Linked DNA regions of Mus musculus: region 1 is linked to region 2. Evidence: chromatin contacts called from public Micro-C data. All regions are on one chromosome and are shown on one strand. Each heading gives the region's core, a stretch centred on a gene start, on an enhancer-like site or on the middle of the called end of the contact. The rest is flanking DNA. Distances are from core to core; before and after follow the strand shown. Region 1 overlaps Rrm1 (ribonucleotide reductase M1). Region 2 overlaps Nup98 (nucleoporin 98).

Evidence for each region. Hi-C and Micro-C count contacts between places; a contact is called where the count stands out from the background.
Region 1: a Micro-C map of embryonic stem cells shows a contact between it and region 2, with 2.3 times the contacts expected there. The contact joins two enhancer-like sites. A contact is called at or near these places in 12 of 39 promoter capture datasets (the C10 cell line, the HPC-7 cell line, HPC-7-derived erythroid cells and 8 more), 1 of 15 datasets of contacts at CTCF or cohesin (stem cell-derived epiblast-like cells), 32 of 484 Hi-C or Micro-C datasets (the G1E-ER4 cell line, differentiating embryonic stem cells, embryonic stem cells and 10 more), 6 of 115 datasets of contacts at active chromatin or transcription factors (effector CD8 T cells, embryonic stem cells and extraembryonic endoderm stem cells) and 3 of 9 other capture datasets (adipose tissue, embryonic stem cells and liver).

Annotation. Positions count from the first base shown.
Region 1 is chr7:102,468,259-102,475,747 of GRCm38.p6, reverse strand. It overlaps Rrm1 (ribonucleotide reductase M1), which reads right to left. Exons shown (of 19, transcript NM_009103.3): 19 at 5,977-7,453. The coding sequence ends at 7,265. Among named protein-coding and RNA genes, the nearest start is that of Olfr543, 5.9 kb to the left of the region's middle. Within about 2 kb of position 4,862, at least 10 of the 459 cell types and tissues checked have an H3K27ac peak or open chromatin away from gene starts, as enhancers often do. A contact at or near this core is called in embryonic stem cells and induced pluripotent stem cells, where this site is marked.
Region 2 is chr7:102,127,848-102,135,234 of GRCm38.p6, reverse strand. Nup98 (nucleoporin 98) reads left to right here. Exons shown (of 33, transcript NM_001287164.1): 23 at 242-671; 24 at 2,374-2,603; 25 at 5,153-5,419; 26 at 6,134-6,291; 27 at 7,328-7,387. Among named protein-coding and RNA genes, the nearest start is that of Chrna10, 15 kb to the right of the region's middle. Within about 2 kb of position 2,639, at least 11 of the 459 cell types and tissues checked have an H3K27ac peak or open chromatin away from gene starts, as enhancers often do. A contact at or near this core is called in embryonic stem cells and induced pluripotent stem cells, where this site is marked.

The DNA of each region.
Region 1 (7,489 bases), core at 3,613-6,112, 340 kb before region 2:
AATCAAAGAACTGATTAGTCCCTGACCTGGGCACCTGGGTGTGACCCAAACCCACATCAGGTCATTCTTTCAATGGCAGTATGATCTATGGAAACATTATTTCCTTGCCAGGTGTAGTGGTAATGTCTCAGGACCACCTGATCCAAAGAGCTGAAGGCCAGCCTAAGCAACACAATAAGCCTCTCTATATAAAATAATAAAGAAACTCTGTTGCTTCCACAGCCTCCTGTCATCTATAAATACCCTTTAGGTATGTCCAAGAAATAGGCTATTGTGCCTGAATACTAACCACCTGCAAACCGAACTGGCCTTTTTTTCTCTTCCTCTGTTAGTAGATCATAGGAAACTCCTTAGGAAGCTCTAGATATAGATTGGGAAGAAGTCAGTGTGGCAGGGGCAGGGACCGTGACCAGAGAGCCATTTCATACAGCTTGTGCCTTCAGTGCTTGCTCAAGTCCAATTTTATACATGCTCCTTCCATTTGATGACAAAATGCTGTGCATGCTCAGGATTATGGCTTGTTGAGTCAGACAATAGCCCACTCGTGATATGCAATCCATGCTAAATGGTAACTTCGTGACCCACAGTTAAATGTCCAGCCTCTACTTAGGCTCACCACCACGGCAAAGGTTGTTTCTCAAAAGAATATTCACCCAAAGGATGACAGGATTTTACCCCCAATCCAGGTCCTCTGCTGTGGGTCACCTCCAGCCTCCTGCCAAAGGCTGCAGTTATCTTCTGTCTGTCTGTGACTTCAGGATCATCTTTGAATTTGCTGGATCACAGGGACCAAGGAGTACAGCAATTTGTACCGCATCCTGGATCTGTGGAGAGCCTTCCCTTGTTCCTGGACACATATAAAACAAACAGCTTTTTCAGTTACTCTGTAATCAGGTTAGACTAGCACACCCAAATGAGTACTTTGCCTCCCAAATCCAGAAGCCTATTTAGATAGAACCCTTTTCTTGATTATGAAAGAGGTCTGGTACACTTTTTCCTTTACCTCATATCACAGGATCCTGGGAAATTTCACTGATGTTGAAGGCCTCTGAATTTTTACCCGATTCATTTCCTGCCCATAGATTCCAAAGACCAGCTTTAGCACCAGAGGATAAACTGAGGCAGCCAGTGATTAAAGAAGTTAGCTTCTTTTTCTCAAGAAAGAGAGAAGGAAAGAGAAAACACATACACACACACGCTAAGTGGAAAAAACAAAAGACAGAGTCTAATAACTTCATACACAAAAACATACTTGTGTATGTACATACATACACATACATTCATGCATATGGACTTACAGACATATACACATTTACACATAGAATGGTTACAGCAAAGCTCCAGCAAGCAGGTTCCAAACATTTCACCCACACACATATACATACATACATACACACACACACATACATACATACATACACACACACACACACATACATACATACATACATACATACAGAGAGACTGACACACAATTGGTGGATGGAACAAACTCTAACACACACCCTGATAAGCTTTACATTTATACATACATATACATGGTTGATGAATGGAAGGAAGAAATACTCCAACCTACCACACACACAAACCTTACACACACACATAGTTGATGCATGATCCAACCCTCATTCGCACAAACTTCAAACATATACATACATACATATGTGCATACATACACACTGTTGATGAATGGAAGGAACAATGCTCCAGCCCTCATTCACACAAACTTCACACATACACATAGAGTTGATGGATGGGAGAAACAGTGTTCCAGCCACCATACTTTTTCTTTCTTCCATAGCTTGTATATCCCAGCAAAATTTTTCAAGCAGTATAAAATTACAATGTGGTTACATTTAAGCTTTCTTCTAGTAAATGACTGTAGAAAATCAGTGTGTTTCCCAATGCCTTTACAAGAAATAACATTACGTAGTACAGGTAAAGAAAATAAATTATTCCCTAAAACCCATGTACAATCGTAACTAAACAACTTGTTATAGAAGAACAAAGTGTAAGCAAGCAAGGGAGTTTTCTCAGCCAGTTTCTCTTACTGGCAGGCAGCAAATTGTGGTTACAAAGAAAGGAGTAATTTTTTATTATTTATCTTTAAAAGTAATCTTGTAAAATCTTAAGAGAATCACAAATCTAAACTTTTACATAAAAATCAGTCATATCTATTCTAAATCCTCAAAATGTATATCTACTCATCAGCAATTCTTAACAAATCATATCAGGAAGCTGAGAGCAAAACGGGTATAAGAAAGCTGTCCCAGAACTTGCTATGATCAGGCTGGCTTAAACTTCAGAGATCCTCCAGCCTTCGCTTCTCACCATGCCCAATCTTAAGATTTAAGAAAAATGATGTGTAGGCATGTGTGTTGGTGTCAGAGTGTGTGCGCATTGTTCGGCTTCCCACATCACCTGCCCAGTCTCAGTGAGACTCACGTCAGCCAGTGCTGCCACTGTTCTTGTTCCCTGACCATAAAAGGTCCCTTGCTTAACTAATAAGAGTGTGGCTTTCTGAACTTCATATTGTTCCCTAATATTTTTTTAACATTAGAGCCAGTAGGAAAAACATCACAACCTAGCCTCACTAACAACTTTACTTTTCCAAATGCTTTCCAAGGGTGGTAGTCACCGTTGACGATCTGCTTCTCCAGGTTCCTCTGTAGGGTGGTGATAGAATTATTAACCTGCTCCAGCAGCAACGCCTGGAAGGGATCAAGCATTATTATGAGTGCCAGTGACGCTGCCCAGTGAGGGACTGAAAACCCCCTTAGAGTTTTCACACAATTCTTAGGTTAAGAGGGATGTGAGGGCAGCAAGCAGAGCAGAACTCCAGAACAGCATAAAGTCCTCAGGACATAGAGTCCTCAGGGACATGCCACACCGAGGCTCACTCATGTGACTGTGGTAACCCGTGGGCTGCATTCCCTGAGTTCTAAAGCCGTTTGTCCTCCCTCCTGCATGGCCCTCAGCACATAGACATGCCAATAAGTCTGAAATTGTCTACTTCTTGCTAAATTACAAACACCACTCTGATCTGCAATATCATCAATGTATCAGCTCTGTCTATAGAAGGAAAAGCTGACTGAAGTCTTGTGGGAACTAAATTATGACACAGAGCTGATGAATAAGATGAAGGGCTAGTGTTGAGGTTTTCTTTTACTGTTTATTGTAACGCTAAGTGCTGGCCTCCAAGATTTGGAATCTGCACATAGCCTGAGGAACCCTGCCCCTAGTTAATTCTGGTTGGCAAGTAAAGATGCCAGGAGTCAATAGCTGCGAAGCACAAACATAGGTGCGGTTTAGGTTTCCCTGACCTAAGGGAAGAGACCACAAGGCAGGAGAGAGAAGAAGCTGCCATGGGAGAGTAAGAACATGCAGGAGGGAGGAGAGCCACCATGGGCTAGGGGCTCAGAGAACGTGGCCCAGAGGGTTGCCTAATTGGAGCTAAGAGCAGCCCAGATGAAACATAGTAATAACTTGAAAGGAGGTAGATTCTAACAACATGGAGGGTAGGCATCTGCCCAGGTATTATACTGCTTAAGGCATATTAAAATTATAAGGCTGTGTGTGTGTGTGTGTGTGTGTGTGTGTGTGTCTTTCATCCGGGAACATAAATGGTAAAAGGCGGGAAGAAACCCTGTGTGGGAATTTTTAAAATATTTATTACTACAGGCTGGAGAGATGGCTCAGTGGTTAAGAACCCTTGTAGAAGACCCAAGTTTACTTCTCAGCACTCATCAGGTGGCTAACAACCATTATCCCAGCTCGAGATCAGCTTGAGACCTGATGGCTTCATCTGGCCTCTGTGGGAAGCCGAACAATGCGCACACACTCTGACACCAACACACATGCCTACACATCATTTTTCTTAAATCTTAAGGCTGGGCATGGTGAGAGGCAAAAGCAGGAGGTTCTCTGAAGTTTAAGCCAGCCTGATCATAGCAAGTTCTGGGACAGCCAGGACAACATAGAGACCCTGGCTAAAATAATATATAATAACCAGTAAAATATTCTAAAAGAGTGAGAATGTGTTGCTGCTCTTGTCACTGTAAGCAAACATGCTTCTGGTGGCCTTTACTAAGACTAAGGAGGAGAGACTTTTGTCTTCACACCAGTAACCGTTTACCAGGGAATAATTCCTTCAAGCAAGCAAAAAATAAAAAATAAACATCTGATTGGAGTCACCACCCAGTTATAAGACTGTTGTCATTCTCTTAGTTTTTACACAGCCATGTAGGTTGAGTTGAATAAAGATGTAGACATCACCAAACTGATGGTGATCTCTGATATGTTTCCTTTCCCAGTATATGTCACTCAGCTTGGTCTAGTTCCGGAGAAAACGGGTGTTTGAGAGCAAAACAGGCAACTTGAAGTCAAATCGTGGGTCCAAGTTGGTGGCTTCTGTTCTGCTGAGATGGCTTTCCAGGCTGCTCTCTGCATGTGTCTGAGATTACCATTTCCACTACTCTGTCCCAGGCTGGCCCTGAGCTCAGGAATCTGCCTACATTTGTAAGCATAAACAAACAAAACCTTAGCTGGGTGGGATCTTGCCTTGTGATCACTCCCTAAATCTCTTATCTCCTTCCTTAGTTTCTTTCTGATAGCTGGCTCCTAGTGCGGCTACCTCTGCTCCTTTAGATATGTGAAGTCCCTTATACAATTCATATTGCATCCTTGTATTTTTTTGCATATTGAGAAACATATTTTCAAATTCATGTTTTTAGAGTTCTTTTCCAAAGCCTTAATGGCTCGCTGAGACATTAGCCACACCTTTTCCTCCCGACTCATGCTGTCTGTGATTATCATGGAGTCAGTAACATTAACAGGGAGGACATTCCTTGGAGGAAAATGAAAATTTTGTGCATTACTAATCAAATAAGCCCCATGCTCACAACAGCCATCAACACTCAGGGAGGCCCATGCCTGCTGGCCCTACAGAGGCCATGCAGGACACAACACATCACCCTGTAAAAGGCAAGGAATAAAGATTTAACTCAAGGGAATGTGGCCTCCCCTTCGTTCACAGACTCTGGACCTATAAACCTGACTAACCCTGGAAACTGGGTGGAGTAATATAACCTTGTATAGAATTTGAATTAGACTGTTTCCTTGGCCCCAAGCTCTTCTGCTCATTCAGGTCAAATTAAACAGTCCTCCCATCTCTTTAGTTTCTTGGAACTCCCTAAATAACTGGCCCAACCACAGATTCTCTATAGACAAATAAGACAGTGGCCTTGGCTCTGCAGGCCTTTATTGTAACCAAGCCGGGGGTGGGGGTGGGGGTGGGGTGGGGGGGGGGTGACTGGGACAGCTCTAGAACTTCAAGGAAACATTTACCCATGCATAATCCAAATATGTGCTGAGGAAACTGAGGCTTCAGGACCACACAGTTAAGGCCTGAGAATCTCATCTGCAGAACGGACTCTTTACAAATCAGTCTCAATTCTCAGTACCAAACCCACAGGGCATGCCAGTGACAGAAAACAAGCAGAAACTTCCTCAAACAACCAAGTCTCAGCCCTACTGGCCCAACACATTAACACTGCCTCAGGCTAGAGAAATAGCTCAGTAGGTAGAGTGCAGGAATCCTCAGGAGCCATTGGCAGGAAGGTCAGAGGCTCAAGGTTACCCTCAGCTACTTAGGAAGTTTGAGGCCAGCAAAGTTTCATGAGACTACAGTCACAGAGCAAAACAAGCCAGCTGTCTTAAACTAAAAGCTAATACAAAATATGGGCGAATTAAGTAAATGAAATCAATTACAAACATCATACTACCAACATAGATAAAAATGATTTTTTAAAACATCAAATTTAGGAGCTAAAAACTGAACTGAAATATTCACTAGAGGTACTAAACAGCAGGCCTGTGCAAGAATCAACAAACTCAAGGGTTGAAAAATCAATTACCGAGTCTAGGGAGCAGAAGATGGAAGGGGACAAGCCAAAAGGCCGTTCATAGCCACCATTACGTAAAGCAGATTTATTATGAGTTTCATAAGGGAAAAAAAGGATGTGATGACTAAAGGGAGAAAATGCCCCAAAACTCGGGTTTAACGAAACAAGTCAATCTACAAGACCAGGAAATTCCCCACTCATAGAAGGGCTTTATCAAAAATATGAAAATCGAGTGTTATAAGGTATGAAGACAGAATAAGGCCTTTTAGTACTTTTATAGAAATATAATGGTGCTGCAAATATAGCTCCTCAAAGTCAAACAGAATTATATAGTCCAGCAATTCTTTGCTGTATAGAACCACCAAACCTAAAAGCAGGAATCCAATAGATATTTGTAGACCAATGTTCATGGCAGCCATTATTCTCCCTATCTAAAGGGAGGAAACAACCAAGTTTCATGAACAGATGACAGGATGGATACAAGATGGTGTGCACATATGGAGGGACAGCGTATCACACTGTGATGTATCTAGATATCATGCAAGCCATACAAGTGCAAATACTGCATTATGTGTATGAGGAATACATATTCAAAAAGGTGTAAGAAGTGTGGTTATGAGTAGAGTCTCTATTTGGAATGATGGAATGTTTTGGAAATGGTGTGGATGACAGTTTATACAACAGTGTGAATGAACTAAATGCCACAGAATCAAATTATAAATGAAAGAAACTGTCAATTTTATGTTAACAAGATTTCATCCTGGGGCAGGAAAGGGCATATGTTAACACTAGATATCTATACAATCTAAATGTCTTTAAAGTTTGTCTCTCTGAACTCAACAGAAAATGTTGGGTTTTTGGGTTTTTTCCCCTAAACTGTCTTGTATGATAATAGATGACAAGTTTAGTACCACACAATCACTTAGAAATGTTTATTTCAAAATGACCTATAGAAGTTTGTCTAGACAAAGGTCTTTAGCTGATGAGTAATTGCTTGATTTTACTTCTAGGCAATCAGTCAAATCAAACTAAATCTCTTTGCCCAAACTGAGAATGGCCAGGCAGGGAAAGCTGGAGAGACGAGACTTCCTAAGTCTCCTCACTAATTTGCAGGAAGGCTCTTTAGTATTCCCAAAGCCTCTACTTTGATTCCTAATATCAAAGCTGGCTTTGGTTTTCTGTTTGTTAAAAATGATATTTACACTGTGTAGAAACAGTACTGTAAGTCGTGGCTCCCTGTCCTGGCAGGCACGTCCAAGCAGAGCTGCTGATAACCAAGCAAACCCACTATCCTATCTATGCTCAAATCGTCTGCCTCGGCGGGCAGGAGAGCCCGCTGCGTCTCCCAGGCCCTGATTTTCTCAGGATCCACACATCAGGCACTCCTCTCTGTTCTCCAAAGAGCACACCATGGCTGCTGTGTTCCTCTCCTTCTCCTCCTCCTCCTTCAGTGCCTTTTCCTTATCTTTCAGTTTTTCCTTGTTCAGAGTGAACTGGATTGGATTAGCGGCAGGCCTCGTCCTTAAGTAATACATTCCAGTCTTTAAACCCTGCAAGGGAAGAAAACGTAGCTATTAGGAAGAACT
Region 2 (7,387 bases), core at 1,390-3,889:
CAACAACAACAAAGATAATTACTATATATAGCCAGGTGTGGTGCACACCTTTGATCCTAGCGCTCAGGAGGAAGAATCAGGTGGATCTCTGGGTCTAGCCTGGCTTCATAGGTTCTAGGACTTAGGCTCCAAAGAAAAGTGATTATTGTAAAATCTGTCTGGATATCTTCATCCTTAGTGATTTTTGTTGTTAATGAAGAAACAAACTGTGTTGTTTAGCATCTTTTCCTCTTTGTTTCAGTTGGTGGGTTGCTGCAATCAAAATTTGCAAGTGGAACTTTTCTTTCACCAAGTGCCTCCGTGCAAGAATGTCGCACTCCCAGGACATCATCTCGCATGAACATCCCATCCACATCCCCCTGGTCTGTCCCTCTGCCCCTGGCCACTGTGTTCACAGTGCCCAGCCCAGCCCCTGAGGTTCAGCTAAAAACAGTGGGGATACGAAGGCAACCAGGCCTAGTCCCTCTTGAAAAATCCATTACATATGGCAAGGGGAAGCTCTTGATGGACATGGCCCTATTCATGGGACGTTCATTTCGGGTTGGTTGGGGTCCCAACTGGACTCTTGCTAATAGTGGAGAACAACTGCATGGCTCCCATGAACTGGAAAATCATCAGGTTGCCGATTCTATGGAATATGGATTCCTGCCCAATCCAGTAGCTGTTAAATCGTGAGTTATGTTTATTGATGCTTTGGGGGAATGTCCACATTATAGTTGGGGCTGTTCTGTTATCAAGAAACCCAAGGTCAGCACCCTGCTTTTTGATCTCTCTATATAAATTTTTAACCCAAGTATAAGTATTTCATATGTTATGTACATAGTATCATATATGTTCCTATGTAGTCCCTACAATTAAGTCCTCTGGTAATTATCATACAAAATGTATTGCATTTACACCAAATATGTACAGTTTTCTTATGTATTTTTTATAATCCTAATAAGTTTGTGTATATTTACTATGGATTAAATGAATATGAATACTTTATTAATTTTTTAATTGATTTTGAAAAAATAAAGATCATCAGTTTCATGAACATCTCAGGAAAATCCATTCTAAATTTACTAATTGACTCTAGATATGTATTATTTTGGAGATTATTAATATCAGTTTTAAAAATTGTATTAAGTTCAGACTGGCTTCATGTTCATCTAAATTTGTAACCTATCTGGGCATGGTGGTACATATGTATAATCCCAGCACTAGAGACAGGCAGAAGAGTTCACAAGTTAGCTCTCTTAGAAACTCAAGTGCTAATACAGCCCAGTAGAACTAGCATGCCCAAGACCCTCACTTCAATCTCTAGCACAACAATTTAAAGCAGATACAAACAAAGGAATTAAGTAATTTAGAATCAGGCCGTATGTGTTGGTATATGCATATAATCTAGTCACTTAGGAGATAAAGGCTGGAGAATCAGAAATTCATCGTCTTTCTTGGCTATATATCAAGTTTAGGGTTACATGAGATGTATCTCAAAATATTTGGTATGTATAAACTTACCTTCATAACTTTTGACACCTAAGTATTTGTAAACCAGGCATTCTACATATAACTTTTGATGTTTAGATCTTGTAGTGTCCACATAAGTCGTGAAGCAAGTAATTACTGACTCCCATACTTTTGTACCGAGCTGTGCTTTGTTGCATTAAAATGTATTGGTTATCTTGCACTTTGTATCATTACTCATCCATGATTTTATAAACAATAGCATTGGCCACTTGGAAATTATTGTTCACTAATTTTACACATGTTGGAAAATATAAAGTTCTTACTATTTTAATAGACCTCATTAGTCTTTTTAAGGTTTAAGAAACTGACACTGTATAGAATATTTCCTATTCTTCCAGAGGACCCAAGTTTGGTTCCCAGCACCCACTGTGGGCAGCTCATAACCTCTCGTAACTCTCACTCCAGAGTATCTGACACCTACTTCTGGATTCTACAGTCATCATCTGCCCCTGACCACAATAAATACACATAATACATAAAAATAAGTCTTGAACAATCATTTATAAAAATAGAATTAGGTTCTCAGGACTGTGAGTGTAGCTCAGTTGGTACAGTGTTTACACAGTATGCATGAGGCTCTAGGTTTCATTCCCAGCACAGCATAAACCCAGCATAGTGGCCCGTGCCTGCATGCCTGTAATCCCATCATTTTGGAGGAATCTGGAGGCAGGAAGAAGAGATTCAATATGATCCTTAGTTACATGTTCAAGACAAGCCTGGGCTACATGAAACTCTGTCTCAGAAAACAAACATTTCAGTGAAATGCCTTTTATTCTGTTGGAAGTCAGAAATAAAGCATAGGTTGGTTGTAGGGAAATTTCAGCTGTCTTCATTTTTTTACTCATCTGTTGTTTCTTCTAGTCTATCTGAATCCCCATTCAAAGTTCATTTGGAAAAACTCGGCTTAAGACAGAGGAAGCTGGATGAAGATCTGCAGTTATACCAGACACCTCTAGAGCTCAAATTAAAACATAGCACTGTCCATGTAGATGAGCTGTGTCCTCTCATTGTCCCCAACCCTGGGGTTTCAGTCATTCATGATTATGCAGATTGGGTTAAGGACTCACCTGGAGATTTCCTGGAACTACCAAGTAAGTACACACCATGCTCTGACCTTTGTCCCAGGAGTCAGGTTAACATGGCGCGCGTTTCCTTCCGGGAAGTCAGATGACTTCCTGTGCTTACACAGTGCTGCAGTGCATCTGGAACAAGAAGAAAGAAATTATGAGTCTTTAATCATTCTTATGGCTTGTAGTTTATAAATACTTCCTCAAACACCCACAGCTAGTCAAAACCCTCAGATTTTGATAATTGTATTCCTTTTATTTCAAACCAAGATATTTAACTATGTGTTTTGCAAATCATCTTTATGAAAGGGAAAAAAAATTCCCCCTCTAAAATTGCCTTTAATTAGATTTTAAAAATAATAGTGACATGAGAGTAAGTGAAAAGAAGCCCTTTAACTGACAAATACCAAGGACATGTAGTAACTCTGTTTGTTGTTATGTGCAGGAACTTTAGATTTATAGCTATCAGTGCCTCAGGAGCTGTGCAGTTATTTGCCCTTTATCGTTATTGACATGTGCTAATGATATGCGTGTGTTTGTGTGTAATCATACTCACCCCCTTTTCTTCCCTTTACTTAACTTTATTTCTTCCATATCCCCACTGGTCTCCTTACTCATTGTGTGTCTGTCAGTCTGTCGTTTTGTTTTTTGAGACAGGCTTGCTTTGTGTAGCCCACTAAGCACAGCTTGTCTTTTTTTAACTTCCTTGTTTCCTAAATTTCACTTAGAAAAGAAGACATGGGATACTAGTTTTATTTTGTTTTGTTTGGAGTGACTTACTTTGCTTACCATCAAATACCGTAGTTTACCTGCAAATGCCATAGCTTAATTCTTTGTGGCTCAGTGAACCTCCACCATATAATATAGACTGCACTTTGTCTATCTAGTCCTCTGTTGAAAAGGCTTGTAAGATCAAGGCTGACTCCCTAACTTGTCTGCTGGAAATCAAGCTACACTCACAGTGTTTGCTATCTTTTATGAGTTGACTTTCATTCTTTGGAGTAAGAAGTCATATAGCTAAAGCATAAAACATTTCAATTTTTTCAAGAACCTCCATACTTGTTGCCATGGTGACTAGACTAATTTATATATCCAGCAACAAAATACAAAAATTCCTTTTTCTGAGCTGGGCACGGTGGCGCACGCCTTTAATCCCAGTACTTGGGAGGCAGAAGCAGGTGGATTTCTGAGTTCGAGGCCAGCCTGGTCCACAAAGTGAGTTCCAGGACAGCCAGGGCTACACAGAGAAACCCTGTCTCGGAAAACCAAAAAAAAAAATTCCTTTTTCTCTAGACACTGTCAATCAGTACTTGTTAATTTTCGAATAGTTTGGTTTTTATTTTTTCTTAATGTTAATCATTCCACTTAGAGTGAATTACAATCTCAAAGGAGTTTTGATTTGCATTTTTCTGATGGCTAAAGATTTGTACTTTATTTGGAAAGTATTGGCTCATTTGCTTAACCACTTACTGATTTGTGTGTGTGTGTGTGTGTGTGTGTGTGTGTGTGTGTGTGTGTTTTGCTTTATTAATCCTCTGTTAAATAAACAGATTGCAAAGATTTCTGTCCTCCCATTTCATAATCTGTCTTTTCACCATTAAATTTTTTACAGTGCAAAAGCTCTTTACTTAAGTATGTATAATAATAATAATTAATAGAAATAGTTTAAAAAAACAACTTGTTGTTTATTAGAGTCTTCTGCAGGAAGGCATTACCTAGGCCTGTATCTTAGCACTTAACCAGTGTTTTCCTGTTTAATTTTAAATTGTCAAGTCTTAAAGTCTTTGATTCATTTTGAGTTGATTAGATTCAAAGTGAGGTATAGGACCCTACCTTCAGCCTCCAACACTGAAATATGCAGTGTGCTAGCACCTCTTGTTAAATAGCTATCTGTTCTCTAAATGTTTTAGCATCTTCGTATGGCAGGCCCTGCATTATATTTAATTTGTGTATGGTTGTGTGTGTGTGTGTGTGTGTGTGTGTGTGTGTGTGTGATTCAAATGTAAACTTGCAGGACGCAGCCTAGCAGTGGCTGTATTTCTACCAGATGTCTCTGAGAATGCTAATGCAGTCTGCTGCTGTTGTGGGGAGTCAAGTGTGAATGGTAAAAGAGTTCCAGCACCTACATGGAGAGTCATGGCCATCTTTAACTCCAACTAGTGCCCTCTTCAGGCCTCAGTGGACATATTGCACATACATGCTGTATAGACAGACAGACAGACAGACTATTTATACACATAAAATAACTTTTAAATGCATTTTGTAGCAAAGTTTGGTCAAATTAGAAGATCTCCTCTTGATCATCACACTTAATAGCCATAATTAGGCTAAGGAAATTTGTTTAAAGGAACGTCAGGTTGTTACCTAAGTATCACAGGTGTCACAGGCACGTGGAGTGAGCAGATATACCTTATAGTTGTGCAGCTTATACATTGAGATGAACAAATTGGGAGAAATGAGCTGGCAAACTTAAATGAATGGTTTTTGTGCTGATATATTTTGCACCACCGTTAATGATGGCCTCTCAAGAGGTACTGCCAAACCTTAAATCATTGGTTTTTGTACTTTCTTAGTTGTGAAGCACTGGAGCCTGACATGGACATTATGTGAAGCCCTATGGGGCCACCTGAAGGAGCTTGACGGCCAGCTGGATGAGCCCAGCGAATACATTCAGACTCTGGAGCGTAGAAGAGCTTTTTCCCGCTGGCTGTCACATACCGCTGCACCTCAGATTGAAGAGGAAGTCTCCTTAACCCGCAGAGACAGTCCCGTAGAGGCTGTCTTCAGCTACCTCACGGGCAGTAGGATTAGTGAGGCCTGTTGTCTGGCACAGCAGTCAGGTAGGAATGAGATTCTCTCTACCACTACCTACTTCTCCACACTACCCCTGCCTCTCAATTGTAATTTGCCTTCTAAATATATCTAAGTAAGATTATTGGTTCCTCTAGAGACCATGTCTTGTTTTCCTAAACAATTCTCTGGAACCTTAAATATTATTTATTTAATTAAAATTTTGTTGATCTTCTTATGTGCATTTGTAATAAAAATCAAAAAATGCAGATAAGTAGAAAGCAATAGGACAAAAATCACCCAAATTCTAAGACTTAGTCACTATAAACATTTAAATGTGTGATCTGTACTTAGGTGGTTATCCTTATAATAATGCATAGAGTATGCACAGATATATGCATATAGGACAACATGTTACATGCAAATGGTTCAAAGTTGCTGTCCAGGTTGTCCTCATAGTATAGTGGTGAGTATCCTTGCTTGTCAAAGATAGCTCCCTGAAAAAAAGCTGGGCCAGGACAGAACCCCTGTAGGAGAAACAGACTGAGATCCACCTGCTTCTGCCTCACAGATGCCAGGATTAAAGGTGTGTGCCACCACTGCCCAGTTTCAGCAGTGTTTTAATGTATAACATTGGCGTATTCCTTTGACAACTGATGAACTGAGTCTTTCCTCCCAAACCTGGAAGAAGATGGTGATAGCCTGTGTTTCATTAGGTCTGTAGATCCTTAGACCTCATGAGAAAACTTGTGTTTCTCTTATAGGTGATCATCGCCTTGCCCTTCTTCTGTCTCAGTTGGTGGGAAGCCAGTCAGTCCGGGAGCTGCTCACCATGCAGTTGGCCGATTGGCATCAGCTCCAGGCTGACTCCTTCATCCACGATGAGCGATTGCGCATATTTGCCCTGTTGGCTGGAAAACCGGTAATGTCATACTAATTTTCTTATAAATCTTAGACTATTAATATAACTGACAGTTTGGCCTTATTTCTAGGTAGAAATATTTTCAACCTAGTGTCAGTTAGTTGGGCATGCTGGCATACTCCTTTAGTCCTAGCACTTGGGAGATAATATTCAGGTGGATCTCTGTGAGATCTAGACCAAGTTCAAGACAAACCTAGTCTAGAGAGGTCCAGGATAGCCAGGGCTACTTAGGAAACCCTGTCTCAAAAAAAGAATTTTTAGAAAAAAAATTATTACATTTGTTTGTGTTTTTGCACACTTGCTCTCAAGCACGTGTGTGTACCCTCTGGCATGTGTATGAAGAACAAAGGATAACATGCCAGAGTTGATTCTCTCCTACCTAGTGGGTCTTGGGAGTCAAACAGGTCCTCAGGCTTTACCCATTCAGCCATCTCACTGGCCTAAAATACTTTATTAATTAATATAAACTTGAAATAATATTGGGGCTGGCAAATAAGATTGGGGCAGGTAAAGAAACTCACTTGCTGTCCAGCCTGAAACCTGGTCAGTCATGCCCTGTAACCACCTCTAACAAATTCTGCTGATCTTCATACACCATGGCATGCATGTGCTCACATACAAAAAGTCTATCCTATGTCAGTAATATTTACATAGTAAACAATGTATAATTATGTCTTCTCAGACATTTTAAAATCTATATTGATGTATAAGTTCATATTTGCACAGTTTTTAATAGCCACAGCTTTTCATTTTACCAAAATGGAGTAATTATTTTAATCCAGTTTTTGCTGTTTACTCTTTGATTATCTCTTGTGTCTGTATGTCCTTCTCATACTGATTATGGCAAGAAAATGGGAGGAGAGATTTCACATCGAAGCCATAACATTAAGACTGGGTGTGGTGGCATACTCCTTTAATCTCAGCAGAGGCAGGAGGATCTCTTGGTTCAAGGCTAATATAAGTGAACAGCTTATAGACAGGCAGTAGTAACCAAGGCAACCTAAAGTTGACATGGTAATGTTCTTGTCTCCTGCAGGTGTGGCAGCTCTCAGAGCAGAAACAAATCAATGTTTGCTCCCAGCTAGATTGGAAACGA